Regions from separate parts of the Mus musculus genome. Here regions 1, 3, 4, 5, 6 and 7 are each linked to region 2. Evidence: chromatin contacts called from public HiChIP or PLAC-seq data. All regions are on one chromosome and are shown on one strand. The core of a region is the stretch at or near the end of the contact, and the rest is flanking DNA. Distances in the headings are between cores, read along the strand shown. Region 1 holds the start of Dnah17 (dynein, axonemal, heavy chain 17). Region 2 holds the start of Birc5 (baculoviral IAP repeat-containing 5). Region 3 overlaps Cyth1 (cytohesin 1). Region 4 has its middle 22 kb from the start of Gm34128. Region 5 overlaps Cyth1 (cytohesin 1). Region 6 overlaps Septin9 (septin 9). Region 7 overlaps Gm34418 (a long non-coding RNA gene).

Evidence for each region. HiChIP or PLAC-seq counts read pairs in DNA pulled down with a chosen protein or histone mark.
Region 1: an H3K27ac HiChIP or PLAC-seq map of embryonic stem cells shows a contact between it and region 2, with 4 times the contacts expected there. The contact joins the promoter of Dnah17 here to the promoter of Birc5 in region 2. A contact is called at or near these places in 2 of 39 promoter capture datasets (the C10 cell line and macrophages), 2 of 484 Hi-C or Micro-C datasets (B cells and memory CD8 T cells), 15 of 115 datasets of contacts at active chromatin or transcription factors (the SCID.adh cell line, bone marrow-derived macrophages, effector CD8 T cells and 8 more) and 4 of 9 other capture datasets (adipose tissue, embryonic stem cells, liver and 1 more).
Region 3: a contact with region 2 is called in an H3K4me3 HiChIP or PLAC-seq map of pro-B cells, with 4 times the contacts expected there. The contact joins the enhancer-like site here to the promoter of Birc5 in region 2. A contact is called at or near these places in 1 of 39 promoter capture datasets (embryonic stem cells), 2 of 484 Hi-C or Micro-C datasets (both in liver), 15 of 115 datasets of contacts at active chromatin or transcription factors (the 230-238 cell line, the NIH/3T3 cell line, T-cell acute lymphoblastic leukemia and 10 more) and 3 of 9 other capture datasets (embryonic stem cells, liver and macrophages).
Region 4: an HNF4G HiChIP or PLAC-seq map of pancreatic cancer cells shows a contact between it and region 2. The contact joins the enhancer-like site here to the promoter of Birc5 in region 2. A contact is called at or near these places in 2 of 39 promoter capture datasets (embryonic stem cells and stem cell-derived epiblast-like cells), 5 of 484 Hi-C or Micro-C datasets (B cells, the P5424 cell line, embryonic stem cells and 1 more), 29 of 115 datasets of contacts at active chromatin or transcription factors (the 230-238 cell line, T-cell acute lymphoblastic leukemia, bone marrow-derived dendritic cells and 18 more) and 1 of 9 other capture datasets (pancreatic islet).
Region 5: a contact with region 2 is called in an H3K27ac HiChIP or PLAC-seq map of large pre-B cells, with 3 times the contacts expected there. The contact joins the enhancer-like site here to the promoter of Birc5 in region 2. A contact is called at or near these places in 13 of 39 promoter capture datasets (the C10 cell line, the SN4741 cell line, cranial neural crest and 8 more), 2 of 115 datasets of contacts at active chromatin or transcription factors (the 230-238 cell line and large pre-B cells) and 2 of 9 other capture datasets (adipose tissue and embryonic stem cells).
Region 6: an H3K4me3 HiChIP or PLAC-seq map of embryonic basal ganglia shows a contact between it and region 2, with 4 times the contacts expected there. The contact joins the enhancer-like site here to the promoter of Birc5 in region 2. A contact is called at or near these places in 1 of 39 promoter capture datasets (embryonic stem cells), 14 of 115 datasets of contacts at active chromatin or transcription factors (craniofacial prominence, embryonic basal ganglia, embryonic forebrain and 9 more) and 1 of 9 other capture datasets (adipose tissue).
Region 7: a contact with region 2 is called in an H3K4me3 HiChIP or PLAC-seq map of embryonic stem cells, with 26 read pairs. The contact joins the enhancer-like site here to the promoter of Birc5 in region 2. A contact is called at or near these places in 1 of 39 promoter capture datasets (cranial neural crest), 3 of 484 Hi-C or Micro-C datasets (CD4 T cells, CD8 T cells and embryonic stem cells), 6 of 115 datasets of contacts at active chromatin or transcription factors (embryonic hindbrain, embryonic stem cells, pancreatic cancer cells and 1 more) and 1 of 9 other capture datasets (liver).

Annotation. Positions count from the first base shown.
Region 1 is chr11:118,127,492-118,131,538 of GRCm38.p6, reverse strand. Dnah17 (dynein, axonemal, heavy chain 17) reads left to right here and starts at 2,320. Exons shown (of 81, transcript NM_001167746.1): 1 at 2,320-2,655. The coding sequence starts at 2,320.
Region 2 is chr11:117,847,067-117,850,836 of GRCm38.p6, reverse strand. Birc5 (baculoviral IAP repeat-containing 5) reads right to left here and starts at 1,600. Exons shown (of 4, transcript NM_009689.2): 1 at 1,376-1,600; 2 at 974-1,083. The coding sequence starts at 1,486.
Region 3 is chr11:118,220,726-118,224,734 of GRCm38.p6, reverse strand. The region is part of intron 1 of Cyth1 (cytohesin 1); the gene reads left to right. Among named protein-coding and RNA genes, the nearest start is that of Cyth1, 26 kb to the left of the region's middle. Within about 2 kb of position 1,779, at least 30 of the 459 cell types and tissues checked have an H3K27ac peak or open chromatin away from gene starts, as enhancers often do. A contact at or near this core is called in the 230-238 cell line and pro-B cells, where this site is marked.
Region 4 is chr11:117,387,589-117,391,534 of GRCm38.p6, reverse strand. No RefSeq gene overlaps it. Among named protein-coding and RNA genes, the nearest start is that of Gm34128, 22 kb to the left of the region's middle. Within about 2 kb of position 1,319, at least 41 of the 459 cell types and tissues checked have an H3K27ac peak or open chromatin away from gene starts, as enhancers often do. A contact at or near this core is called in pancreatic cancer cells and trophoblast stem cells, where this site is marked.
Region 5 is chr11:118,182,295-118,185,815 of GRCm38.p6, reverse strand. Cyth1 (cytohesin 1) reads left to right here. Exons shown (of 14, transcript NM_011180.4): 4 at 1-56; 5 at 317-435; 6 at 764-844; 7 at 1,822-1,934; 8 at 2,903-3,051; 9 at 3,485-3,521. Among named protein-coding and RNA genes, the nearest start is that of Gm38514, 46 kb to the right of the region's middle. Within about 2 kb of position 1,780, at least 17 of the 459 cell types and tissues checked have an H3K27ac peak or open chromatin away from gene starts, as enhancers often do. A contact at or near this core is called in hematopoietic stem and progenitor cells, where this site is marked.
Region 6 is chr11:117,342,557-117,346,434 of GRCm38.p6, reverse strand. The region is part of intron 2 of Septin9 (septin 9); the gene reads right to left. Among named protein-coding and RNA genes, the nearest start is that of Gm51932, 8.9 kb to the right of the region's middle. RefSeq lists an enhancer at 1-3,410. Within about 2 kb of position 1,359, at least 83 of the 459 cell types and tissues checked have an H3K27ac peak or open chromatin away from gene starts, as enhancers often do. A contact at or near this core is called in craniofacial prominence, embryonic basal ganglia, embryonic forebrain and 3 more, where this site is marked.
Region 7 is chr11:117,476,563-117,480,577 of GRCm38.p6, reverse strand. It overlaps Gm34418 (a long non-coding RNA gene), which reads left to right. Exons shown (of 2, transcript XR_389180.4): 2 at 514-1,006. Among named protein-coding and RNA genes, the nearest start is that of Gm34418, 4.5 kb to the left of the region's middle. Within about 2 kb of position 1,522, at least 108 of the 459 cell types and tissues checked have an H3K27ac peak or open chromatin away from gene starts, as enhancers often do. A contact at or near this core is called in embryonic stem cells and stem cell-derived neural progenitor cells, where this site is marked.

The DNA.
Region 1 (4,047 bases), core at 1,071-3,570, 280 kb before region 2:
AAGTGCCCAGCATGCTCAGAATCTTCTGATTGGTTTAGAGAAGCAAGCACGTATGAAAAACCACACCAATTCCATTCGAGGGCTATGAGCTCCTAAAACAGTTTAACCCTCCAGAGGAGGGAGAGTCCATTTTCTTTAAGGAAGTGGCTGGGGTAGGTCAACCACATCGTGTTCTGGGAGTGGACAGCCCTGCCTCAGGGGATGTGGGCAACGCAGCCTGGACTCTGGGTTGTTTTAAAACAAAGAAATTGGAAATTGGAAGGGAGGAAGAGTGGATCTAGGAAGAACTAGGAGAAGAAGTAGGCAGAGAATATGATCAAAATACATAGCATGAAATTTAAAAGTGGATAAAATATTAAGTATAAAGTACTATATAAGTGGTCCAATCTGGAAGAATAGAAGGTTTTGAGAAAATAGATGTAAGCCGAGCAGTAAGGAAGCACACACCTTTAATCCCAGCACTTGGGAGGCAGAGGCAGGCGGATTTCTGAGTTCGAGGCCAGCCTGGTCTACAAAGTGAGTTCCAGGACAGCCAGGGCTACACAGAGAAACCCTGTCTCGAAAAACCAAAAAAGAAAAGAAAAAGAAAGAAAGAAACAAACAAACAAACAGAGAGAGAGAGAAAGTAGATGAAAGCCCCATGGAGTAGTCGTTCGAGAGTAAAATTCTGTGGAGGGCCCTGTTCTGAGAGGGTGAGTGCCTTCTGCTGTCTGCAGGCTCAGAGCCCAGACTTTCCTGTTTCTGAATGGTGAACAGCACCCATCACCTGCCCCGCTACCTAAGTAGCCAGGAGAATGTTCTAGAAGTTCCAGGTACCTTGAGGACACTCCGAAAGTTCTGTGGCAGTTGGAGCCTCTGGAGGAACAGAAGCCATTTCCTTTGGCCGCTGGGAAAGGGCTCACCCACTCTTGACAGAAGCACACACTGGTCCGGTGAGCCACTGTGAAGCAGCTTAGGGGATTGGGGAAGAGCTGAGGGGCGTTAGCACACAGGGTAGGAGCCCAGGTCCTAGCTGGCAACAGACTCATGACTTGCCACGCACTGTCCCTGATCTATGCTCAGAGCTGGCCAGAAGGAGTTCAGGCCAGCAAGCTGACTGCCATGGCCCCACCCCTTCCTCTTTGGGTCTTCCAGGTACCCTCCCTATAGCTGCCCTTGAGCCAGCCATCCCCAAGCCTGACAGTCTAAGGGGCTGGTGGGCCTGAGAAGCACTCGTGGGACAGTTTTGTAAACCTCCATCTCCTGGCCTGCACCCCAGGAAATAGTGCCTCGGTTAACTAGAGGGTTCAACCTCCGCAGTACCACAGACTTTGCAAGCCTTGGAGGAGGGCCCCCTTAAACACTCACATTCCAGTGTCTACATGTAGTAATGACATGGTACTGGGAGGGGTTAGCTGCAGTAGCACCCATGAGTCATGTGTGCTCCACAGACATTGCTGCATGGCTCCTCCTGTGTGATGGAGGTGCTGCTGTAGCTCCCCTAGTCCATATCAGACAGGCTCAGGGACCACTCTCAGTTTCTCTCTCTCCCCTCTCCACCCCTCCTACTTCCTCTCTGTTTCACTTTCTATATCTATCTTGCAACCTATCACAGAGAAACCCTAAGCTCTAGGAAAGCCCTGGGTCCCTGAACACCACACAGCACCTTCCCATTCATACGGGGCTGGGACTGAGCCCCTGTTCTGGTGTGGGATGGCACTTTGAGGACCCGGGTGTGGTAGCATCACAAAATCTTTGAGCCTTAGTCAAAGGTTAGGATCTGAGTGCTTCCGATGTGGCCTCCAAAAGCTGACATTGGCAATAGCCAATTCTGGAACAGGCTGACACCCACCCATAGGCCTGAGGAGCTGAATAGCCCAGGTTTTGTATGTGTGCAGATGCCAGAGGTTGGTTGATCTCAGGAATCCTCCCTTGGTTTCTTCTCAGCTGCTCCCCTCCCCCCCTCCCCTTCCCCCTCCCCCCTCCCCTCCCCCCTTCCCGTCCCCTCCCCCCTCCCCTCCCCTTTTTGTGCCCCACCCCCACACTGATACAGCCATTTCCTTTTCTCTTTTCCCTGTGTCCACCTATCTTCTTTCCCAGCTCACTTACTTTTGTGGTCATAACAACCCAGGGGTACCCTGTTTACCTGATGACCCTGCACCAGGGCAGGAAAACGCCCTTGTCACCAGCGCAACCACAGATAAAAACAGAAAGGCCCATGAGCCCCTTTCACCAGTGTGGTTTGGAAGGAGGGTCTGTGTAGTTCTAAAGGCCCAGAAGCCAGCTGTAATCTGCTTGTTCATTCCACAGAGGACGGTGGTGTAAGGAAAGGTGACAAGCATGCCAGACCTCAGAATCGATTATCTGGAGACAGTGTCTTCTGTCCTCCTCAAGTTCAAGGCAGACAAGTGGGGCAAACTGATTGGAGCAGAGGAGAACATGGCCCTGCTCACCGAATTCTTCGACAAAATAGATAACCCTGTCCTGGTGCTGACGCTCAATGCTGCTGGTATGATCATTCCTTGCCTGGGCTTCCCAGAGTCCCTCAAGTCCAAAGGAGTTTACTTCATCAAGATGAAGCCGGAGAACATCACCAAGGACAACTACAAGACCCACCTCATCTACGGGGACATCAGCCCCACCACCGTGGACCAGTTGATTGCAGTAGTGGAGGAGGTGTGCCTGGGCTGGGAGGGTGGGACCAGGTGGGAGTGGGGTGGGAGCTGGAACAGCAAAGCTTGAGAAGGACTCTGAAGAGCCTAAGACCTTGCTGTTCCAATGGAATGCATCTCCCAGTGGCTCACCTAAGAGCTGGTTGGAAATACAGACAGTCCCACTCCAGGTGATGCGGCAGGAGTCCAATAGGCTGGCCCTCTTCCCTGCATTAAAGTTGCCCTCTCTTCTCTGCCATCTTCTGTCACTCCAGGTGTAGGCCATCTGAGAACCATTGGGTGATTCCCCTGTCTCTGGGTCTTTGAGCTAGGAAGGATCTTTTCTATTCCTCGGTATTTGCCGCTATTATACGTCATACTTACCCTTGGCAGTGCAGTGGGGTGAGGATAGCCTCTAGTGGGCCACACTAACAGCCTATGTATCCTCCCAGTCACCATAGAACAGGACCCAGGACTCTGCCTGTGCTTGTTCAAAGAGGAATGTGAAGGCAGGAGGTCACTCCGCAGGGCCTGCAAGCCGAGACTGGGAAGCCTGGCAGGCCACAGCCAAATCAGCGGCATCTCTAGTGCCAGGTGCTCTTGAAGCTGGAAGCCCAAGGCCCAGGGGTCAGCTGGCCCTCTCCTGTTACCCCTCTGTCCTGGGCTTAGATGGCCACCTTTCCCAGTTCCCCTACCGGATAGATTTTTGTGTCCTGATCTCTTCATATAAGGTCCCAAGTCCTACTAGTTAGGGCTCAGCTGCTGTCCTAACTTACCTCATTGCCTCTTCAAAGGCTGTATTAGCCCGAGGAGAGATGGCTCAGAGGACACAGGGCTTACTGCACAAACAGAAGAGCTTGGGTTCCCAGCTCCAACACCACATTAAAAGCTAGGTGTGGCCATGGCATCTTGTAATGACAGCCCTTGGGGACAGAGACGGAAGAGCCCATTGACATGCTAGCCATCTAGTCCAGTTGGTAAATGTTCTAGGTCCAATGAGAGACCTTGCTCCAAAACAAGGTAGAAGACACACTGACCTCTGACCTCTATGCCGGTTTATGTGTGTATGTTACACACACATATACATGCATACATACACACACTCACACATACACATACATACACATACACACAAACATACATGCACGCACACACACACATACATGTATACATACACACATACATGCATACATAGATATATACACTTACACATATATACACATATTCACACATATACACACACATACATACACACATACATTCAAACATACACACACTCGCACATAAAAACACATACTCACATACATATATACACACATACATAATACACACTCTCACACATACACACATACATACATGCATACACACACTCACACATACATACACTCACACACACACACACACACACACACACACG
Region 2 (3,770 bases), core at 351-2,850:
GTTTTTAATGAATCATAGTCCAGGATTATAAATTATTTCTCTGCTGGTTAAATGAACCAATTCAAGCCAGATTAGATGTTATGAAATGCAGGTTTATTGGAAAGCTGCTCCCAGGTGAATTCACTGGGCTCAAGGACTGAGGCCAGGGGAGTCACCATGGGAAGGTGAGAGAAAGAACACATGTAGAGAGAGAAGAAGAGAAGTCCAAAATGCCTGGATTATATAGGGTGGAGCCTCTGGGGGGAAGGGCTGCCCAGTTCCTGGGCTGGAAGTTCAGAGTTGGGGGCAAAGTATGCCAGGGAGGGAGTGAGGGATGCTGGGAGAGCCTGGAGTCCAGGTCTGCTTTGATATGTAGAATAAGCACCTCAGTTCCTACTCCTGGGGTCTGAAACCAAACAGGGGCCACTGAAATGGCCCAGGTGAGGATGCTTGCTGCCAAACCTGCTCACCTGAGCTCAATTCCAGGGACCAACACAATAAGAGAGAAGTTATCCCCCCAAGCTGTCTTGACACCAACATCCACCATGACACCCACATCCAAACATACACAAATAGAAATATAAATTAAGTAATAATAACATATTTAAAAATTTGGTTGGGCAGTGGTGCTGCACGCCTTTAATCCCAGCACTTGGGAGGCAGAGGCAGGCGGATTTCTGAGTTCGAGGCCAGCCTGGTCTACAGAGTGAGTTCCAGGACAGCCAAGGCTGCACAGACAAACCCTGTTTTAAAACAAAAACAAAACACAACAAAAAAACCTCAGGCAAAACCATGCATGTTGGCAACACTCAGGAAACCAAGGCAGAAATTGAGAATTCAAGACTAGTCTGAGCTGTATAACTGGAACACTTGAGCAAGAAGCATGCTCTTCTACTAAATACAAATGGTTTGTCCCAACTCCAGTTCAACCCAAAAGGCTCTCAATGGAAGGGGAACACCAGGAAACCCACCGAGAGTAGCCTGTGGGACTTACATCGGGTTGTCATCGGGTTCCCAGCCTTCCAATTCCTTAAAGCAGAAAAAACACTGGGCCAAATCAGGCTCGTTCTCGGTAGGGCAGTGGATGAAGCCAGCCTCCGCCATCTGAAAATGACAGCTCGTGAGCGGGATCAACAGTCTGACCTTATCCCATGATTCCCAGAGATCGTTCCGGGCCGAGAACTGAGGACAGTGGGAAGAGGCCCGGAGGCTAACAGTGGTTCAGGCAGAGGGTGGGGAGAGCGGGGGGGGGGGGTGGCCTCGTGGAGGACAGAGCAGAGCAAAGCAGCCTGGCTAACAGTACGAAGCGAGGGTGGGGATAGCGGGTTCTGATCCCGGGTCACACAACTAAGGCACCGTCGGGCCCAGGGTGGAGTCGCTGGAAGCTGGGACTCACTCGCTCTGGGGTGCAGGCGCAGTCCTCCAGGAAGGGCCAGTTCTTGAAGGTGGCGATGCGGTAGTTCTTGAGGTACAGCTGCCAGATCTGGGGCAGCGCCGGAGCTCCCATGATGGCGTCACCACAACCTCCGCCAAGACGACTCAAACGCAGGATTCAAATCGCGCGGGCGGAGGCGCGCCGCAGAGCATGCCGGGAGAGCCCCGGCCCCACGCCCTCGCCCGCTGCCTTCTGGGAGTGGACGGCGCGAGGCGAGCCGGGAAAGTCCCGCCCCACGCCCATCTGCGCCTGGCCTTGTGGGCGTGGCGGGCGCAGGGCATGCTGGGAGTTGTACCTTCTGCTGCGGTTCCTTCTTGCTATTCTGACTCGAATCTTCCGCAGCTGCTCCCCAGAGGACACGGAGGGTGGCCGAGGGCGGTGGACGGGCCTGGGGCACCTCTTTAAAGCATGTCCGCTGCAAGTCCCATGTGCTCTGCAGGTTCTTCCTGCCTCAAGGTTTGCAGGATTTGGCCAGCTAGATATCGGAATGGAAGTGCCTCGGACCCACCCACAGGCTGGTGGAGGGGCGCCCTTAGGAAGACAGGAGACCCTCCTCCCTGCAGCAGCCGCCATCCTTCCTATAGACACCCTGGGATGGAGGCGGGGTCTGTATGTCCCAGCGCTGGAAAAGAAAGTCAATGGGTGTCTATTTCTGAGACCATCGGCCTGGCTCAGACCAAAGGGAAGCAGCCATACACCGCAAGAGAGTCCAGGAGCAGAAGAAAAATACTGCTTCCTGGGTGTGACTGTTGGCTGCTGAGCCTGCCTTGCTGCGGGCCCGTTTTCAGTGTCTCTGTTCCTGTCGGGCGGCCTGTGGTTGCAGTGGCTTCTAAAGAGCTTCACACTGCAGACAGCAGGCTGGGCATGCCCCGAACACAGCCCAGGTTGGCGTTGCAAACGAGTGCCCTGATAATTCGGTTTCCTTTTCAATAAATCTCAGTAGGCTTCCTGCCAGTGGGCCTCCAATGAGCTCCAGGCCACCTCACAGATTGTGAGGAAGAACAGATCATACCACATAGGCAGCTGGAACAAGAGGGGTTTTGTCACGTCCCGAAGAAACATGGATCAAGTATCAATTCCTGTGGCTCCCCCCAGCTCTTCTCACCCTGCCCCTATCCTAAACCTCACCAGTCCAGCGTTTGAGCTTCTCTTCCCTGTATAGACCAGCCATTTCTACAGCTTGCTCCCTTGGTCTGAAACTTTCCACTTCTCTCTTGGTCCTCTTCCCTCTCTCATCTCTTCCTCTCCTCTCTCATGGCCCGGTTCAGATAGGACTCTTCCCTGTAGTGAGAATTTGAGTTTCTCTAAAAGCCCAGTTATGTTTTATGAATGTGTTTTTGTTTTAATCCCAGGTGTGGAGTAAGAGGTGGCTTCCCAGCAAATAATTAGGGTTTGCCTTGCGCAAGGGTGTGATTTTTGCCAACTTCAGGAGAGCGTTTATTGTTTGGAATTCTGGGAAGTCTTTAGAGGGTATAAATGCCTTGAGCCCTGAGAGAGACAGGGGTGCTCTGAAGAGGCTGCTCCTCCCCCTGCTGTTCCCCGTGCTCCCACTGCTTGCTGCTGCTCCTGCTCCCCGACCCTGCTGCTGCTCCACCTGCTGCTCCTGGTTACTGTTGTTGCAGTTTGTCAAATATTCATAAGCAGAGACAAGAAGTTGGATATTCTAATGATGAAGAAGACTGGACAGGCCCCAAGGAGCCCAGTATCCCAAATCAACAGGAAGTAGCCTAAAGAGGTCTACGCCCCTTCCCCTCTAACCTCCTTTCTTTCCTAGCATTGGGAGGTTGGAAGGGAAGCAGAAGTGTGGTAGCGCAAAAACCAAGCAACACTCCCTAGTGCTACAATAATAGGTCGTCGTTACCGTGCCCAACTGGAGTCAAAAACAAAAGGAAAAAACCCTAGTCAGGGTCTAGTGTGGCCCAGGCTAGCCTTGAATTCATAAAACAACTTCTGATCCTCCTGCCTTCATCTCCCAAATGCTGGGATTATAGGCACACACCACCATGCCTGATTTAAACACAGGGCCTCATGCATGCTAGGTCAGCACTCTGCCAAAGAGCTATCGTTCCAGCCCAGCTCAAAAGTGTGTACTTGTATGTGGGATTTGTTTCGGGGTGGGGGGGTGGGTGTATGTACATATATGTAAGTGCACACACTTCTAAACATGCATGTGGAGTCCAGAGTACATTGGGTGTTAGACTCTAACACTCTCTACCCTATTCCCTTGAGACACAGTTTCTCACTGGCTACCAGAAACTCCACTGGTCCTCCTGCCTCTGCCCCTCACAGTGCTGGGTTTACAGATACACAGTGGCCATGCCTGGCCTTTAAGACTGGTGCTAGGGATTCAAACTCC
Region 3 (4,009 bases), core at 530-3,029, 370 kb before region 2:
CTTTTCCACCTATACATATGTGATATATCAAAAAAATATATAGTTAAACTGGTGAGATAGTCTGGTGTACCCTTTTTTGTGTGACAGATATATATATATACACACACACATATATGCTTTATACATATGCAAAATACTGTAATAATTTTTATATTGGTTACATGTTGAAGTGCTGTTTCAGCTATATTTGGTTAAATAAAGTATAATCTTAAAATTAATATAGCCTATCATCTGCTTTCCCTTCCTCCCTCCTTCTTCCCTCTTCTTCCTTTTCTTGCTTCACAAACCTTCTCTACATAGCCCAGGTCCTCAAATTCAGGACACTCCTACCTTAGCTAGAATTACAGGCATGGACCACATACCTGTGAAGAATAAAAATATGTTTTCTAGATGAGAAAATTCTCATCTGGAGAGAGCAGGTGACTTCTGTCCAGCCCAGGCCCAGGCAGCTGGCTCCTGGGAGTTTTGGATCCTGGTGACATTTCTACAGATGTTGATGACAGTTAACTATCCATTCAGAGAGAAATTTAGATCCATTTGTTGTTTTATATTTTAATCAACTGCAGATGAATGAGTTTAGATTAAAGACAGACAGACAGACAGACAGACATAAATTTGGTGATAATTTTAGTTTTATTGGGAACACTAACTCCTAAGTCACCCTCCTTTAAACCCAGAAGTCATAAAGACTAGTTTGACAGACTAGACTATAGATAGATGAACTTTGTGGAGCAAAAGCCCTGACGAAGAAAGTTAAGAGTGGCAGTGGAGTAGCACATAGATCCAGAGGATCACTGTCCGGGCTCCATGTAGAGCATCTACCACCAGCAATGAGAACTCAGCCAACAGAGCATGGCGCGTGTGTGCTTGGCACCCCTGGGGTCACCCAGTGGGACGGAGAGAGAGTGGTGAGTGCCTCTTCCTGCAGGTGTTGGAGCAGCTTCACAGCTACAGCTGTTCATTCAGTGCACCCAAGAACCCTGGTCTTGGTTTCCAAATACCATCTACATTCAAAAGGTTCCACAGTCCTTGGCAAGATAGTGATGCCATGGCCTGATGTGACAAATCACGAAATGAGCCAGCCTGGAAGATCCTGTGATGGCAGAAAGCAGTGGAGTTTAGAAATGCTGAGCCACCGTGAGGACACTGGCAGTGGGATTACCACTCAGAAGCAGATGCTGAGGAGCAGGAGTCCCCCAGTGAGACACTAGTCTAGGGGTTGGAGTGCGGTTACAGGTAGCCTCACAGAAGCCCGCCTTACTCTCCTTCATCCAGTGTTCAGGGTCATCGATGCTGACAAAAAGATTGGTTGCCTCCACATACCTCTGACCCAGAGGCGACCTCATTTTACGTGTTATTCTTATCTAATCGCGTGACCTCCGTGTAGTCCGAAGCTGACAGATGGAGGCTGAGGGACTGATGAGCTGCTGCTCAGGTGTCAAGCCCTGAAACCTGGAGTGACTGCTGAGGGACCGCCGTGGGCTGAAAGTGACTGAAGAGACTTGCCAGTTAAATGTAGTGGGAACCTCTGGTGGTGTGCGCCTGTAGTCCTAGCATGTGGGTGGTAGAGGAGAGTCAGGAGTTCAAAGTCATCCTCAGTTACGTAGGGAGGTGAGGCTCATCTGCATTACAGACAGCCTGTCTTAACAAAGGATGACAAAGAACAATATTTACATTTTTAGAAATGAAATAGGTGAGGTATTCTGAGGTTTGAGCAGAAGGCATTTACATGGAAGGTGTACCATCTGAGTAAGCTCATTGCATTCACAGTTCCTGGCAGTAGTCACATAAGATGGTTCATGGAAACCTCATCGCCTCTTCTGCCCATTCAGAAATGTTCAGAGAACACTAAAGAGCTGTTTCCGTTAACTGGAACTCAGCTCTGAATACCTCACAATTCCCACGGGTCCTGGCAGCAGACGGATGGTGGAGAATGCTCTCTGTTCAAACACAGTCTCTGTGGAACGCACCCTTGGTTAGAGCCTGAGGTACAGCCTCGTGCCATGACACCTCATAGAACGTGCTGTTAGTCTGCTGCATACCACCCTCCCCACAGGGCAGCCATGTGGGTGTTTGGTGAACTCAGAGAAAATGGCCTGGAGACCATTGTCAAGGCTGGATGGAGGTTTCCTGTTGGGCTGTGAGTGGGCCCCAGATTGTTACTTCTGTGTTTTATCCACTGTGCTTGCCCTGCTTCCACAGAAGTACAGTCATCACACATTCCTATGCAGTTTCAACCAGGAGGAAGGAAGAGCAGGAAGGCATGCTGTCAGTGAGTATTGTTTATAAGACAACTCAGGCTGCTTATGCAATGTCTGCTTTATTTAATAGCAGGTTGGTTTTTTGGTTTTTTGTCTGTTTTGGACTGGCATTTCACATCTCAGAAAACTTCTTGTTGTCCATGAAGGTTTGTTTTATTGTTGCTGCTGCTGTTGTTGTTTTGTGGGTTTTTTGTTTTTGTTTTTGTTTTTTTTTGTTTTGTTTTGAGACAGGGTTTCTCTGTGTAGCCCTGGCTGTCCTGGGCTTGCTTTGTAGACCAGGCTGACCTCAAACTCACAGAGATCCACCCGTCTTTGCCCGAGTACTGGAATTAAAGGCCACCACTGCTAGCCTGTGAAGCTTTGGTAGCAAGGAGCTGCCATTTAGGAGTTTCAGAGTTTAGGCAAACTGTTCCTATGTGGTACCATGGGATGAGGTACAAGAGAGAGCATGGTGGGAGGGGTGAGGTACAGGGGGAGTATGTGGGAGGGGTGAGGTGCAGAGGAGAGCAAGGTGGGAGGGTGCTCAAAGAAGGGCCAGGGCAGATGGCTGTCACCTCCTTCACCCCTAAGCATACTTCATCTTGAATTAGAGATGATGATGGTGAGGATGAGATGACTAGAGAATGCCTATTCTGCCTCAGTCAAATAGCTCAGAGAGATCAAGTAGTCCTGCAGAAATATCTCTCTATTACTTTGCGAACTCATCCATGTATTTAAATTTCACTGGGTGGATTCTCAAGACTGAAGGCTCTGGTCTCTTAGCTAACAGATCTTGCCAGACCATCCGGCAGTGTGATGGATCAGTTTCCTGATAGGACTCCTGTTTGCCTTTTCTCCATCCCTGCTTCTTGTAGTCCACTCTCTGGAGTAGGTTCCTTGCCTGGGAAGAGAATGAGCTTTGGTGTGACTGGGCACACAGTTGTTTTCAAAGAGTGGAGTAACGAGGAGAGTGGGAGTAGGAGCCAGGCGTGCTGGCTCTTGAGGGGACTCCTGTGCTGCGCAGCTCTGTCTGAAACTGTCCTCCATCTCAGATGGGGCTTCCTCACCCCAAAGGTTATATCTTTTGAGATGGTGACTTCTGTGTAGCATTTGTTATTTCTAGGTCACCTCTAAAGTAAATGCCAGACGATGCCACCAAGTTCTTGGTTTTCTCAAAAGGCATTTTTCTTTCCTTCTCCAATTTCTCCACTATTCCCACGGGGGAATTTTTTTTTATTCTTCCTCTGAGCTTGGAGTTCTTCAGCCTCAGAACTCCGTTCTTAGCTGCTTTGTGGTCATCTGTTCCAGCTGCCACCCTGTGTCCTTCAGTAAACCCCATACTTAACACTTGGGGACAAAGTGCCAGACAGAATGGCTCATAAAGGTTCCGCAGTGTTGGCCAAATCTGAGCGGAGCATTCAGTACACACTTGACTGTAGTTACCCTGGGCAAGGGAAGGCTTGCTGGACAGAGGGATGCTGGCATAGTGGTGTAAGCCTGTGCCAGCATTGGAAGGCAGAGGTCTACATAATGAATGTGAGACAATCCAAGACTACAAAGTGAGTTCCAGTCTCAAAGCATCAAGAGGGAAGAAAAACCCTAAGGGAGAGTGAAGCTGAAAGTTGCCACATAATCACAAAATGTATTTCCTACATTAGGGTTGCACCAAACACACTTTCAAAGGTAACTTAACAGCCATGGCGAGCAACAGTGTATTCATTTAGCCAGCAGAGGGCAGCATAGACCAGTCTCCGGATACAAGCGGGTTT
Region 4 (3,946 bases), core at 70-2,569, 460 kb after region 2:
CTGGTCATTGCAAATTAAGATTGGTCCCCAGCCCTCTGACCTCTCAGCAGTTTGACCTGAGATAAATAAAGTGTCCTGTTTGCTTAAGAAACTGACTGCAAAGCCCAGAGGCCCAGACGTGAAACATAGACTGGGAGGGAAGGGCTCTGTTGGGGGCCTGGTGTCTGCCTGAGGCACAGGAGTTGGGAAAGACTGAGCTCCTCCTGGCTTGGGGCTGCCACTTCCTCACCACTTCCTGCCTGTCCTTCAAGTACAGGGAGGGACAGAAGCTCTGCTGCCCAGGAGGACCGATGGATGAGTCTCTACTCACCTGCCCCCACTCTCCTCCCCCACCCCCCACCGTGTGTCACCTGGTCCTTGGGAAGGCGAGACCTGGACATCCTGGAGAACTCTACAACCCTGGGACCATAGACACCTCCCAGATGTGTGAGCCACACCCTTTCTTGTTTAATGAGGTGACCCCCAGCAGGCTCTGTTACCAGGAATTATTTCCAGTTCACTGGTACCGTGAAGCTCAGAGAAGTGAAGTTGCTGGACCAGAGCAGTGTGGTGAGTGTCAGGTCACACACGTCCCCTCCCCTGTCCTGGTGTCCTTTCTGTTGCTGTGATAACAAAGGACTTAGGGAGCTGGAAGCATGGCTCGGTGGTTAAGAAAGCAGACTGCTCTCACAGGGTACCCAGGTTTGGTTCCCTTTGGCTCTCAGGATCCCAGCTCCCACCCAGGTGGCTCACAACCTCTTATGGCTGCAGCTTCACAGAGATCTGGCTTTACAGACACCTGCACTTGCACGCACATATTTGCACACACACACATACATATACACACATAGTTAAAAACTTTAGATCTCTTTTTTTCTAGTTTGAACTTTGATTTTATTTTGAAAGAAAGCACATACTCATTGTTTTTTAAAAGACAGCTCTCATTTTTAAAAATTTTTGGTTGATTTCTTTGTGAGTTTCACATCACGCACCCTAGTCTGACTCATTTCCCCATTCCCTCATATCTTCCCTCTGCCCTTGCAAAAGAAAATAAAAAACCCACACAAGCAAAAGGACTAAGCCTAGGAAACATCTCATCGTGGAAGCTGTGCTGTGTCGCAGTGTGTCCCACAGAAAGTGTCCCTCAGTCCACACATCTTCACTGGCAGATGGCCGTCGCAATGAGTCATTGGTCTGGTTCAAGGTCTCTGGTTTCTGTCACACCGTCAATATTGGATCCTCGCCAGGACTCCTCCCGGTTATCCTGTTGTTGCCCTGTGCCCTGGAGATCCCAAGCTCTGGGTCAGCAGGCCTGGCCCTTTCCCATGCTCCCACGGTTCACAGATGTTGTAGATTTGGGGATGGGTCAAATCAAAGCCCTGAGTCTGGACCTGGGTGGAAGCTGAGCTAGCTGATCAGGCGCTCTCACATCCGCGCCACTAGGGGGCGCTCTCCAGCCCTGTCTGTCTGGGCCACCCAATCCTGCCATCCGCTGGAGGCAAGGTCAGCTCTCTCCTGCTTTCATGCCCTTGGGACCAGTTCATCCGCACCCACACCTTCAGAGCCAGCTTTAAATCCCTTTTTAGTAGTATTTTTTCATGTTTTGCTGGTGTTTGAGGTGCGCCGAGCTGAGCCTTCATGTGGGGGCTGGGAATTGAACCCGGGTCCTTCGCAACAACAAGTGCTCTTAACCCCTGACCCAACTCTCCAGTGCTAACTCTCTTTTTTAAAAGTGGTTTTTAAAACAAACAACGTAGGGGAGAAAGGATTTAGTTTAGCTCACCAGCCTAGGTTATAATTCTTCATTACTGGGCAGTCACAGCAGCAGGAGTTTGAAGCCAGATCCTTCAGTCACACCCGCAAGCCAAAGCAGAGAAACAGCTTGCGTGCCTAGTTCTCAGCTTGCTTTCTTTACCCAAGGAACGGTGCTACCCACCTTCAGGCTGGGTCTTCCCACATCAGCTACAGACGTCAAGACCATCCCGCCACAGACATGTCCACTGGCCACCATGATCTAGCTAATCCCTCACTGAAAACACTCTTCCCAAATTACTCTAGGCTGTGTAGAGTTGACAATTAGAACTGATGTCCCCCGACCTCCCGCGCTGGCTTCTCGTGCTCTGCCCCTCCCCTCATCTCTCTTTCTGTCTCCATCTCTCTTGCTCTCTGTCTCTTTGTCTCTCTGTTTATCTTTCTATCTCTGTCTCTCTGTCTCTGTCTCTCTTGCTGTCTCTCTCTGTCTCCCCCTCCCACACCTCTCTTTTTGTCTGTCTCTCTTTGCAATCAGGTCTCTATAGTCTACAAAGGCCACACTCCAGTCCCTGGGGAGAGGGTCTGAAAACAGGATTCTGTCCCTGGAGCTCTGACTCAAGCCTTCGCTCCCCTGCACCGCGATGTCCACAGCAACTCTCTTGTACTTTTCTTCAAAGATACCTACCTCTCTCAGCAGAGCTCCTATTCAAGGTTCAAATGGGAATCTCTCTGCCTTTAAGGCCCAGTCACAAAGTCTCTGACAGGACACTGTACACCACCCGGTCTGTGGTCAAGAAACTCTGTCTCTGGCTCCTGCCCATCCCAAGCACAGAGAGGGCATCCCGCCCTGGACTCCTGAGCTCCAGTTCTCACTGGAAGAGACCTTCCAGAGCCAGAAGTGGAGGCTTGACAAAACATCTATGCACATCTACACACACACACACACACACACACACACAGAGAGAGAGAGAGAGAGAGAGAGAGAGAGAGAATGTTCTAGACAACCTTAAGCTGCATAGCCACCCTAGTTCTTCCCGATAAAAAGGGGTCCCCAGCCCTTCCAGCCCAACTGCTGCGACCTTGTAGATAAACACCCATAAGCAGAGCAAAGCAGGCCAGAACTGGATCATCTCTTCCTGAGGCTCCCAGCCAGCACCTTACTTAACTCCAGACATCAGCCTTGAGGAAAGGGCTGTGAAGCCTCTGGGCCCTTCCCTACTCACAGCCTCTTCAGCCTGCCCAGTCCTGTCCCTGAGGTTACACCCACCCACTTTACAAGCTCAGGTCCCCTCAGACCAGTTTCCTTCCAGAGTTTGGGGGGGGGGGAGGGTGCTGTTCCTACAGTGAAGCCCCAACCTCCTTCCTTCAAAGTTGTGATCAGGCGCATCTGCTGCTCCAGCCCCTGTACTGTCATCTGTGACTAAATCACCATCTAGAAAGGCTCCTTGCTTTCTGCATATGACTGTACTGCCCACCCTCAGAGGCAGAATCCACAGAGCCCTGGACAGGGACCTGTCATTTTATGTTCCTGGACTTGGTTGCCATGTTCAGTATGGCTTCAGGGACTGATGTGAGTGGGGCAGTAGGTGAGAGAATAGGAAAGGATTCACACACACAGATACACAGACACACAGACACACACAGATACACAGACACACAGACACACACATACATCTACACACAGACATACACACACAAACACAATATACACACATATCTATACTTAACTACACGGATGTACACATATATCTATGCACAGATCTATGCACACATCTACACACACATGTACACATATCTACACACACACACACACACACACATGCATGGGTGATGGAGGGCCCAGCAACCCAACCACCCACACCCCAGTGCATGTGATCGCACAACCAGGGAGAGGCTGAAGGCTCATATCTTAAACCACACATCTCGAGTGTTCAGATGTCTGAGGTAAGGGAGATCTCATCCTACCTGCTCCTCCCCAACCTGCCAATCATCTGGGTCAAAGTGGAAGGAGATTTGTTCCCTCAACACAAATGTACCTCAGACCCCACCAGGAAGGCTCAGCCTTCCTCCAAGAGCTGGTAGCCCCAGGTTTGGAAACATTCCTGACACACTCCTGAGACACCAACACCAGGCCAGTGGCTCTTGGAAGCATCAAGCTTTGTGGTAAAACAACCAACCCCAGCACTGACTCTCTATCTGTGGGACAGTAGGGGAG
Region 5 (3,521 bases), core at 531-3,030, 330 kb before region 2:
AGAGGAACAAACAGGTAGCCATGGGCAGAAAGAAATTTAACATGGATCCTAAAAAGGTAAGCAGAAAATGAAGTGACAGTGGCCGGAGTATTAAGTGGGGGTGGAGCAGTGGGGACCAGGACTCTAAGTTGCTGTTCTCTGGAGTAAGTGTCAGGTGGTTACCCTCATGCTCTTGAGTCTGGGGCTCTGATTTCTAACTTAAGTCCCCCCATCCCTATGTTCACTGGTGGGGGTTTACTGGCTCAGGCTCCAGGTCTGCACTCATTTTTCCAGCCTCCACAGGCCAGCATCACTGCTCTTTCTGACCTTTGTGCAGGGGATCCAGTTCTTAATCGAGAATGGCCTGCTGAAGAACACTTGTGAGGACATCGCCCAGTTCCTGTATAAAGGGGAGGGGCTCAACAAGACAGCCATCGGCGACTACCTTGGGGAGAGGTGAGGCCCTTAGAGCTGGGTCAGAGCCAGTGGAAGAAGTAAGCTCCCTGCTGCCTAAGTCCATGGGGTGGGTGACTGTGGTACCAGGGCAGCCAGAGCCACAATGGCGCTGAGTGGAGGGATTACCTTACTTGTCCAGGGGCGTAGAGGTGCCTTGCTTGTTTAGTTAGCAAACAGAGCCAGGCCAACAGCCTCGTGACTGTGCATGGCCAGGCTGAGAGGTCTGATGGGCTGGGACTCTGGGGATGCCATCTGCTTGGGCTCAGGATGGGTCTTGGTCAGTGTCAGGGTCCGACGTGTGCTCCTCACTCTTGTCTGTCTCCTGTAGGGATGAGTTCAGCATCCAGGTCCTGCATGCGTTTGTGGAACTGCACGAGTTCACCGACCTGAACCTCGTCCAGGCCTTGCGGTGGGTGTCGTCAACCGGGCACCGTAGGGCAGGGTGGTTGTGACTGTCCTGAAGTAGTTTTCAGGAAGGCCATGTACATGCCTGCGTGGAATAGCATTCACTAGGACTGCTTCTTGGTCTTGGGAGTGGACAGACTGATCTGTCCTTAAATACTGAAATTATTTCTACTCTTCACAATAGAAAACCCTTTCATTTCTTACCCTAAACTAGGTAGCTGTGTATTTCGTTAAAGAAAAGAAAAGGAAAGGAAAAAATCAACTATCATTTTTCCCCTTGGAGACAGGGTTTTTCTTTGTAGCTTTGGCTGTCCAGGAACTCTATACACCAGGCTGGCCACAAACTCAAGATATCCTCCTGCTTCTGCTTCCCAAGTGCACCACCACCACATGGCTCAACTTCAGCTTTTTTGTTTGTTTATTTTGTTTTGTATTCCAGACAGGGTTTCTCTGTGTATCCCTGGCTGTCCTGGAACTCACTTTGTAGACCAGGCTGGCCTCGAACTCAGAAATCCGCCTGTCTCGGCCTCCCAAGTGCTGGGATTAAAGGCATGTACCACCACTGGCTTCAGCTTCAGCTTTTAAACCAAGCTTGTTTTGTGCCCTTTAAAGCCATTTTTTTTCTGCCGTGGATATAAATCCTAAGATTTTTTTTTTTTTGAACTCTGATTTTTTAATGATGCAGTGTTGCAGAACTAACCTTGTGGCTGTGGTCCCATATGATTTACAGGGTTCCATAGTGACTGCCCTGAATGAATTCTTCCTTTAGAGTTCATTTTAAATGATTAAGATCTGTATTTCACTTTTGTGTGTTGCTCTAAAGTGGGGCTGTTCTTCTTGGCTTCTCAGTTCATTTAAGGCCACAGTGGTTACATTTGCTTCTGTTCAGTTTCTGAAGCCCCCACTTCCTTCCCCATGTGTTATTAACTGCCACACTAGCAGCAAAACTGGTCAAAACAATGCTCCTGTCTTCACCCTCAGGCAGTTCCTGTGGAGCTTCCGGCTCCCTGGAGAGGCCCAGAAGATTGACCGGATGATGGAGGCCTTTGCCCAGCGGTACTGTCAGTGCAATACTGGGGTGTTCCAGTCTACAGGTGAGGGAGGGAGCCTCTGTGTGAGTCGGGGAGGGAGAGCTAGGACAAGAGGCTGAGTCCATTCCAAGAACAGTTACTTACTGGTGTGTACAACCTGGAAAGACTGAACGTATCCAGAAGACCAGCACTACACCTGGTGTGCTTAGTGGAGGAGTGCTTGCCTCATGTGTGTGCAGCACTGGGTTCAGAATTACAAAGCATATAACTATTAAAGATGTCTTAACACTGGGCAGTGGTAGCCTTTGATCCCAGCACTCAAGAGGCAGATCTCTGAGTTTGTGGCTAGCCTGGTCTTCAGGACAAGTACCAGGACAGCTAGGGCTACACAGAGAAACTCTGTCTCAAAAGCAAATTTATGAATATAGCTAGCTAGGCTACTTAAGCAAGACCTTGCCTTAAAAAGAAAGAAATATTATGTTCTTATGAAGATATTGGCATGGGAAAATGATAAGATTAACAAAAAAGCATATATATGTGTGTGTAATGTATATACCTATCCCCTGTGTATGTATCTATCTCATACATATGCTCGGGTGATAGTGCATTATAGTGTCTGTAAAGTGATTTTATAGGCACATTTATACAGAAGAAATAAAGCAGACCAAATTATTACTAAATAGAATTGCAGTTAATTTTTTCTTTTTGATACATTGTATTGGTCTGAGATTTTGTTGTATAGCCCTAGCTGGCCTTTTATAGACCAGGCTGTACTGGAACTCACAGAAATATGCCTTTTGAGTATGGAGGCTAACGTCATGCTCCACTACTCCCAGCCGTTTTATTGTTTTCCTGTTCTTTTATATCTGAAAAATAGAATGAGTGTCTTTAGTGAGGTCATGTGCCTTGCCCCTTCCAGGAACATAAGCCTGGGAACATATGTACACTTGGCTCATCTGCTCTTCCTGCCAGTGTCTCCTGTCCTGGGTAGCTGTCTCCTCTGCTCTCACAGCCTGGTCTCCTCTTTCTAGACACCTGCTATGTCCTGTCCTTCGCAATCATAATGCTGAACACCAGCCTACACAACCCCAATGTCAAAGACAAGCCTACGGTGGAGAGATTCATCGCCATGAACCGAGGCATCAACGACGGAGGAGACCTGCCGGAGGAGCTGCTCCGGGTGAGCAGGGCCAGAGCCACTTCATGTCAGCTGGCAAAGCATGCACTCGAACGGGATCCGGATCATAGGAGAGGAGACAGAAGGATAACTTGCTGAGTGCCTGATCACTTAATTCATTTAAATATGTGAATTTCACAAAGGCCAGCTGAGAATCAGGATGGGAGGTGGCTTCTAAATCTGAAACTGAAAATTAAAGGCTCAAGTAGGCTCCAGGCTGAGAGGCCTGAGTAGGCTCCAGGCAGCTATTTCTTTTTTCCTTAATTATCCACCAGGCATCTTATTTTTGTCCCTGTGAGCTGCTAGAAAGCAGAGAATGGCCATGTTCTTTTCTAGTCTCTGTGCCTTACAGAGACTACCTGTGGACTGAGTAGAGAGGAAGGGAGGAAGGACAGGCACTTCTCGAATCAGACATGCAGTGTGGTCTTTTATCCAGAATCTCTATGAGAGCATCAAAAACGAGCCCTTTAAAA
Region 6 (3,878 bases), core at 110-2,609, 500 kb after region 2:
GACCCGAGTTCAAATCCCCAGTACTCCTGTAAGAGCCAATGATGACTCTATGTGCCAGAGCTGGAGGCTGTGGAAACAGAGAGGCATTCCAGAAGCTGAACTGACAGACCTTCAGTGAGAGACCCTGTCACACAAAAAAAGGTGATTGACGAAGGTCAGCATATTCCTCTGGTTTCCACCTGCTTGTACATCTGCGCACACACACGTATGGACACACACACACACACACACACACACACACACACCACACAGATGATCTAGATCAGCAGCTTCTGTGGCTGGAGAGATGGACAAATGCAGGAGGGATACAGAGTCAAGGAGCATGGGACATAAGTCTGAGGAGCCCACGTTAGAGGGGTCAAGGCTCTAGCAGCTGACTCCCTGGGCGGCTCGACCCAGGTTGTCAGCACATGGGTGGGCAGAGATGTGGAAGGCTGCTTTCTGGGGAGCTGGGACTTCCCCCATCTTCTTCACCCTGCCTTCACAGTGCCCTGGCCCCTGCTGACTCACCGGAGGACCCTGCGCTCCCCATAAATGTCACAAGAGGCTCCCTGTCCTGTTCCAAAGATGGAAACTGCATATAAATGATCAAATCTTGCAAATTCATGTGCCCGGTTTCAAAAGCCGAACTTTTTAAAAGTGCACATGGCTCATCTAATTTGATAAGTAAGTCAAATCGAATTACACTTCACACTTTGTTTGGGGCAGGAAGTGTCTCCTTGGAGTCTGGTTAAAAGCATGGATGCCAGAAATCTGAGACTCCTCCTGCACCGCCCCCGGACCCCCACTTGGAAACCCAACACAAAGGCTTGGCCTTGGCTTTGGCCTCAGTAGAGAGGGATTTGCAAAGGGAGCGCTTCCCACCTCTCCCAGCTGGAGTGCCTTCCCCAGTCCAAGTTCCAAGAGGGGACTTAACACTGCCCTGATGTGGTTTCCGCAAGCTGCTCTCTGCTGGGAGATGCTTGTGACCTTGCGTCCGATAAGGGCCTGGGACGGACAGAGAAGTTTGAGACTTCATCCCATCCACTCCTCCTTTCCTTCGATGAGGGCAGGGTGGGGAGGTGTGCAGAGGCAGGGGCCCTAGGCATCCCAAAGAAGGGAGTAGGGTCCCTGCTTTGGCTGTTTGCCAAGCTTCCCTCACCCAACCTCCCCTCTATTGTAGGGAGGACTCTCAAGGAGCCCTGTACTTCTGCCAACGTGGTTTCAATTGGCCCCAATCCACAGAGGCAAACTTGGACCAAGTCCAGGGGCGCCCCACCCCCCTCGAGGAGACCCCTTCTGTTCTTCATTTACAGCTAGCAGTTTCTCACTAGGCTGGGCCTATTGAGACATCAACCTTTGCTCAGGGCAGGCTGCAACCTGCAAGCCCTTCTCATTCATTTCCTCAAAAGCCACAGCAGATTTCCAACAGCACACTAAGGCCTCTGCAGAGCCCTCCAAAGTTCTGGGTCAGGGATTTAAATACGGTTCCGGTTCCGGGGTCCACTGACCACCCTGCTTGGGCCCATCCTTGGGGTCATCTATTACATAGCAGCATCGGGGAAGGCAGCCCTGACTCTGCCCACCCCCAGGAATCTCCAACAGCAACAGCTGCACCTGAAGATCCAGCCCTACCCAGGACGCCACTGGCATGTCCTACTGCAGCAGGGGCCATCGAGGCTGCTGGGCCACAGATTCCCTTTGCTCTTGACAAATGTCTATGGAGAAAGAAGGGGGTGGGAGAGAGGCCACTCCATCACCCCACTGTGGACACTGGCCATTTATTACAAGAATTTCCTCTTATCAGGGATGTCCCCTAAGGGGGGGGAGGCGACAGAGCTGCTTCCCAATCCCTTGACCCCTGTCCTATCAGCTGCTGTCAGCTGCTGACATACACCAGAGCTTGGGGTGGGTGAAACATGGTCAAAGGTTCCCCCAACTTATGAAATCATTTGAAATAACAAAAAGTAGACACCCCGCCCTACCCCTCTACCCTCCTACCCCCTGCCGCCAGAAATCCCGTGGACAAAGGCCTGACCCCAGAGATACAGATCTTTTCTGCCTAGGTCAGCTGATACTGCCAAAGGCTTCCGGGTGCCCCATTCACTTTGTTGTGGTGGGGGTGGGGGTCAGGGCATGACATGGGACAGGACGAGACTGAAGGCAGGGTCTTAAGGGCCAGGTAGAGAGAAGCTGGTCCTGGCTGGTGCAAGAGGGCGTGACCACAGGACCTTAAGGAAGAAGAAACCTGTGACTGTATTATGGAGTCCAACAAGGACAGGCAGAAGAACTGAGATGAGCCACTCACTCTTGCAGCTACAGATCCCTGTCCTGGGGAGATCCTGAAACCCAAGAATTCTAGCCATCCACCAGGGAACACGAATCCCTCGGCACCAGTGTATGTTGAAAGATCCTCACACCATGACCTAGTTCTCTAAGGAGAAGCAACCAACCAAGTAGAGCAAATGCCTCAGGGCAGCCTATGACGCACTGTTGAAATGAATGACCAAGCAGTGTCATGTAATGCTGCCTGAACAGAGAGTAAGGATGGGTGGGCAGGCAGACTGACAAATGGACAACGGATGGATGGATAGGTGGATAGACAGATGGGTGGTTGGATGGATGGATGGATGGATGGGTGGATGGACGAATGGGTAGATGGACAGACACGGGTAGATGGACGGATAGATGGATGAATAGATGGATGGATGGGACAGACAGACGGACAGGTGGGTAGATGGATGGTCAGACAGGTGAATGGATGGACAGACAAGTGGGTAGATGGATGAACGGATGGAGAGGTGACAGATAGACAAATGCTCATCACAGTTCAACAGGCATGTATCAAGACTCCATATACCAGGTCCTGCACTAAGTGTTTGGTATCTATAGCTACTGTTGTCCAAGTCTATATATGCAAGAACTGTCTGGAAGTGTAAATGAACTCTGGGTACCCTGCCCCTGCCCCCACTATTGGGAATGCTGTCTCCAGCTATACCACAATGGTCCCCCCTCTGTTTTATCACCACAAATCCAGTTAGGGTGTCTTATTCAAGGCTGTGTATGCTGTTAGTTATCCCTCTATCTCCCATTGGCGGTACACTAATGCCACAGGTACCCACATGCCTGCACCCAGATTTTACCTGGGTTCCAGAAACCAAACTTGGGTCGCGTTTTACTCAGAGCCATCTCCCCAGCCCTGGAAGGACAGTTTTGACACATATCCTAGTCCTACCTTGTCTTTGCTTCAAATCAATGGCCGGTGTCCCCAGCACCCAGGGTGACACGGAATTGGGCCCCTTTACCTTCTCCCACCTCTGACGTACCATGGAACAGTGGGATTGAGCAAATATCTGAGCTGTACGACACTGTGCACACAAAGATAATCCTTGTCCCCTAAGACCATTGTGAAGGTGGAGGGTGACAGACACAGAACATGGTGCATGCAGCTGCTGTTAGCCAAATGCACATGCCACCCCTTCACTCTCCGACATATGAACGCCTTCCAAACTCCTCTCAGCTCTTCAGAAAAGGCTCTTAAGAGTCAGCCTGTCTAGCCCGGCAGTGGTGGCACAAGCCTTTAATCCCAGCACTTGGGAGGCAGAGGCAGGCGGATTTCTGAGTTCGAGGCCAGCCTGGTCTACAGAGTGAGTTCCAGGATAGCCAGGGCTACACAGAGAAACCCTGTCTAAAAAAAAAAAAAAAAAAAAAAAAAAAAAAAAAAAAAAAGAGTCAGCCTGTCTAGAACATTCTTTCCCTGCTGCTGTACTCTGCCCTGCTCCTCGGTCTTCCCAGGACAGCTAATCTATGCTGGTGGGCTTCCCTGTTTTAGCAAGTTGCACAGGCTATAGTAAGTGCACCCCGTGACTCTTCATGCCAGCAGGGCCTCTAACATCTGA
Region 7 (4,015 bases), core at 273-2,772, 370 kb after region 2:
AGTTCATGTGGTGCTGGGGGTTGAGCCCGCTTAGACTCTCTTGGACCCCAGTTTATCCTCTCATGAAGGAATAGCAGTGTGTGCTCGCCCAGCTCCGCAAGCCATGTGTTGTGGTTCCCTCTGTCTTATGTTAGGCAGTGTGCTGCATTTGCACTGTGCGGTTGGTTGTTACCAGTTCATTGTTAGTCTCTGCTCCCCAAAGTCCAAACAAGTGAGGCTCAGCCACCTGCCCCAATACATCCAACCCAGAGCCAAGCAGCGCCACCCTGGGGAAGCAGGTAAAAAACTTTCCATGACTCCAGATCCATCCAAGAGATGACTGCTTCTATGCTGGGGGTGGGGGGTGGGGGGTGGGGGGGTGGGGGGGTGGGGGGGTGGGGAAGGGGGTAGCCTCAGCTCCCACGGTTCTTAGTGACTATCATGGGTCAGCTGTCCTGTGGGGCTTCCTGTTGTCTGGGGCAGGTGTGGTCTCTTGTTGTAAAGATGTTTATTGGATGATCCGGATGTTTCAAGGAACCGCTGCACCTTGGAAGGAGAGAAGAGCCATGAAAGAGCAGAGCGACTCAGAGAGCAAGGAGATGGCGTCAGGCCAGCCACTGGCCTCAGGCAGCAACAGGGCCAAGCTCTACGGGGCTATGGGTCGGAGGGAGGCAGGAGCTCACCTCCAGCACCCACAGAGCCTTGGCAGCAGGAGAGAAGTTAGCTTGAGAAACGCACGGAATGGATGAAGAGAAGAAAGCTCGGTCCACTTAAGTGCATCGAACATAAATCGGAGGCTGGTTTCCAGCCCTCCATAGAGCTGGCCTGGGTCCCCCTCTTTGTGCCGCACTCACAGCCCTGAGCTGTAGTCTGCTCATCTTTAAGCCCAACAATCCCCGTGCTATCTCCCCAGCTTTTCAACCGCTGCAGCTCACGGCCCTGAACACATTTTGTGAAGGGCTAGAGCTGGACATATGCGAACAATTAAACTCCTCTAGATCCTCCACCCAGGAGCCAGGCCCTGAGACATGAAGTCATGCTTCTATTTTTCTCTCTTTCCTTGTGGAGAGGAGATTTGGGAAGGGTGGAGGGACCTGGCAAGAGGGAGAGCAAAGATGGCCGGAGCAGGAGAGCTGCCGGCTGGAGATTTGTTCTGGAAGCTGCAGATGGTTCCAGAAGGCGCTGGTTGCCCCCAAGGGTTCCCTCCTCTGGCCGCCACTGCTTTCCCTGATTCTTCCCATTGTTCTGAAGCCAGATGCAAGGACTCCTGTTCCAGGATACTGCCTCCCTCCCCCTCACAAGTTAGAAAGAAGCCTTGGGTGAGGGGCGCTGAGGGATTGCAGGCGGGGGAAGGGCTGCCCCTCTGCCAGGCACGCTGCGCTGCGGAATCACTGTTTTCTTTTCTTTCTTTTTTTTTTTTGAAGTCAAAACCACTCATGAGGCTTCCCCCTCCCCTACCCAGAGCCCCTCCATTATCCCTAGGCCATTTGGTGGTGGTTGCCATGGAGACCACAAGCAAAATGGCATGCAAATCAACACAGCAAGAACAACAGCAGAAGATGGGCCCAGGGAGTGAGGGCAGCTGGAAATGCCTCTACCCACAGCACCCCTAGAATAAAAGGCTCTGGATCCCTCAGGGTTTGAGGAGGTTCCCCATCAGCCATAGGACGGACGGAGGCTGAGTGGGTGTCCTGAGAGGATAACCAAGGAAAACTCAAAAAGCGATCTGCCTACTTCCTGGCCCAGTCTTTAGCATTAGCCATCAAATAGGGAGGGGCTCTAGGTCTGGCTTGGGGCCAGAAGGATGCTCAGGGCAGAGGCTTTCCTGGCCAGAAGATACCTGGCTCACAGCCATCCAGGGATGAACATGGCAGATCAGCCATCCCAAAGCCAGGTCCCTCGGGCTTGGCACAGGCGCTTTCTCTCCACCCATTTGGAAACCATCTCTGTTCAGACTCCTGGGGCCTCAAAGAGGCAAGGCAGCAGCTCAATTTTTTAAGAAGAAAAAAACCACAGCTCCCAAGAATCTAAATCTGTGAACTTGGGGCCTCTTGATTGAAATGAGAGTTGACTACGGAACTGGGGGTTTGGATGCCCTTTTCTGTATCCTAGAGGTTTCCCCACTGAGGTTGATCAAAGGCCCAGGAAATGGCCTGCGATAGGCTAGCGATCATGGTGCCGCCTCATGTTCCTGCTCAGAGGCAGTGGGGAGAGAGGGAAATGTTCTGCACGTGGCCTGGCTCCCTGGGTTAGGAGTGATGTGGAGGCTTCTTGGAGCAGTATCCCCAAAGCAGCAGTCAGTTCACACCAGGACCTCTCCCTGAGCTCCATCTCAGCTGCATGGTTTTCTGAGCACACACAGCCTGCAGAAGTGATAGGCTCAGGGCTGGGAAGGACCTGCCCCATTACTTCTGTAACTTTCTTCACCCAGAGCTCAACAGCCCACTGTGTTTTGAAGTGGAAACTTAAGGGTTCTTTGAAAAGTCAGTTGTGTTGGATGGTGTCTTGCTGGGGCAAACACACAAAGGAACATTTCGCCGAAGCAAACACAGGTGAAAGGATGTTCTGCTAAAGGAAGCATGTGAAAGGACACGTGATGAAGGATTCTTCACTTACGACATGCATGTATTGGTCCGTCTTACAGTGCATAGTTGAGCTCCATTTGTCAGGGCTCCATAGAGAGAAATGCACCAAAAAAACCTTCTAGTGGTGTGCTATGGCTTCTTGCTGCTTTCCGGGACACGGGCAGAGCGATGTCAACTGAGACAGACACACGGGCTGAGGCAAGACACTTGGTGAAGCAAGACCCGTGGAGGACACGTGAAGTTTGAGGGAATTATAAATAGGACTTGGTGGACAGTGATGGGAGCTGGCTGGGCTTGGCTTGGCTGGGCTGAGCTGAGCTTCAGGCTTGCTTAAAGAGCTGGCTGGGCAATGCTTGTTGGTCTTGAGTCTTCGCTGATCTTCGCTTCTTTGGGAGAGAGCAGCAGCTGAGAACTTTTCCTGGAGTCCCTCCTGCTGACTTGTGCTGATTTGGCTGAGGCCTGGCTATCCCTGTAGACTGCTGATGTATCTGGGAAGTGTTTGCAAGTGGACTGAGCTGCTGCTGCTGGCCTGTAAACTGAACTGCTGATTTCCTGACAACACAGATGGGATTTGTTCCAAAGAACCATCTCTAAACAGGTCCACTTCCCACCTCCCTTCTGCTCCATATCCTCTCGTTTCCATTGCCTCTGGTGGGTGGTGGGCTAGAAGGGAGGTTAAAGCATTTAAGAACCATTGTTTGAAAAAACAAAAAAAAAGGGGGGGGGGCTTTGAAAAAAACTAAAGTTATAATACTCTGTGTTCACAGCCCCATCTGCTTGCTCAGACCAGATATCTGGTGCATGGCCATGAAGATGGTCAGAGCCCAGGCACAGGGACCCATTTTCCTCTAGGGCATCTCCCCATGCCACTGGGGTGAAACTCAGGAAACTCCTGCCTCAGAAGAGGAAGGGTCAGCTCTCTGTCGCCTGTCCCAGGAACACTAGAGGATCAGCTCTCCTGGTTTTTGGCCCCCATGGGTGTGACTCAGGACAGACAGGAGCAGGGTCAGGGCCCTTGGTGAGCAGAGGCCAGGGCTGCAGAGCTGATGTCTGCCTCCCTGCTGTGTTCTGATGTGTTGCTCTTTCACATGTCGGGGATCTGTTCCTCAAAACCATGCGGTGATGTCATCTGCAGGTGTGGGTAGGCGGTGATTGGGGTTAGACACTGTCATGACAATGGAGCCCCTATGGTGGTATTAGTGGTTTCATAAGAACAAGAAAAGAGGGCTTCCAAGGGAGGGTGGGAGCTGGAAGTGTTTGTGTGACTACATGAATGGGAAGAATCAGAGTGAAAAAGGAGAGACTCTACTCTGATGAAAGAAAGGGGGAGGGGGAAGAGAGAGGGGAGGGAGAGAGGAGGGAGGGGGAGGGGAGCAGGGGGGAGGGGGAGAGTGGGGAGGGAGAGAGGAAGAAAGAAGGTGGTGGGACGGGGAAGTGTGGGGAGGGAAGGG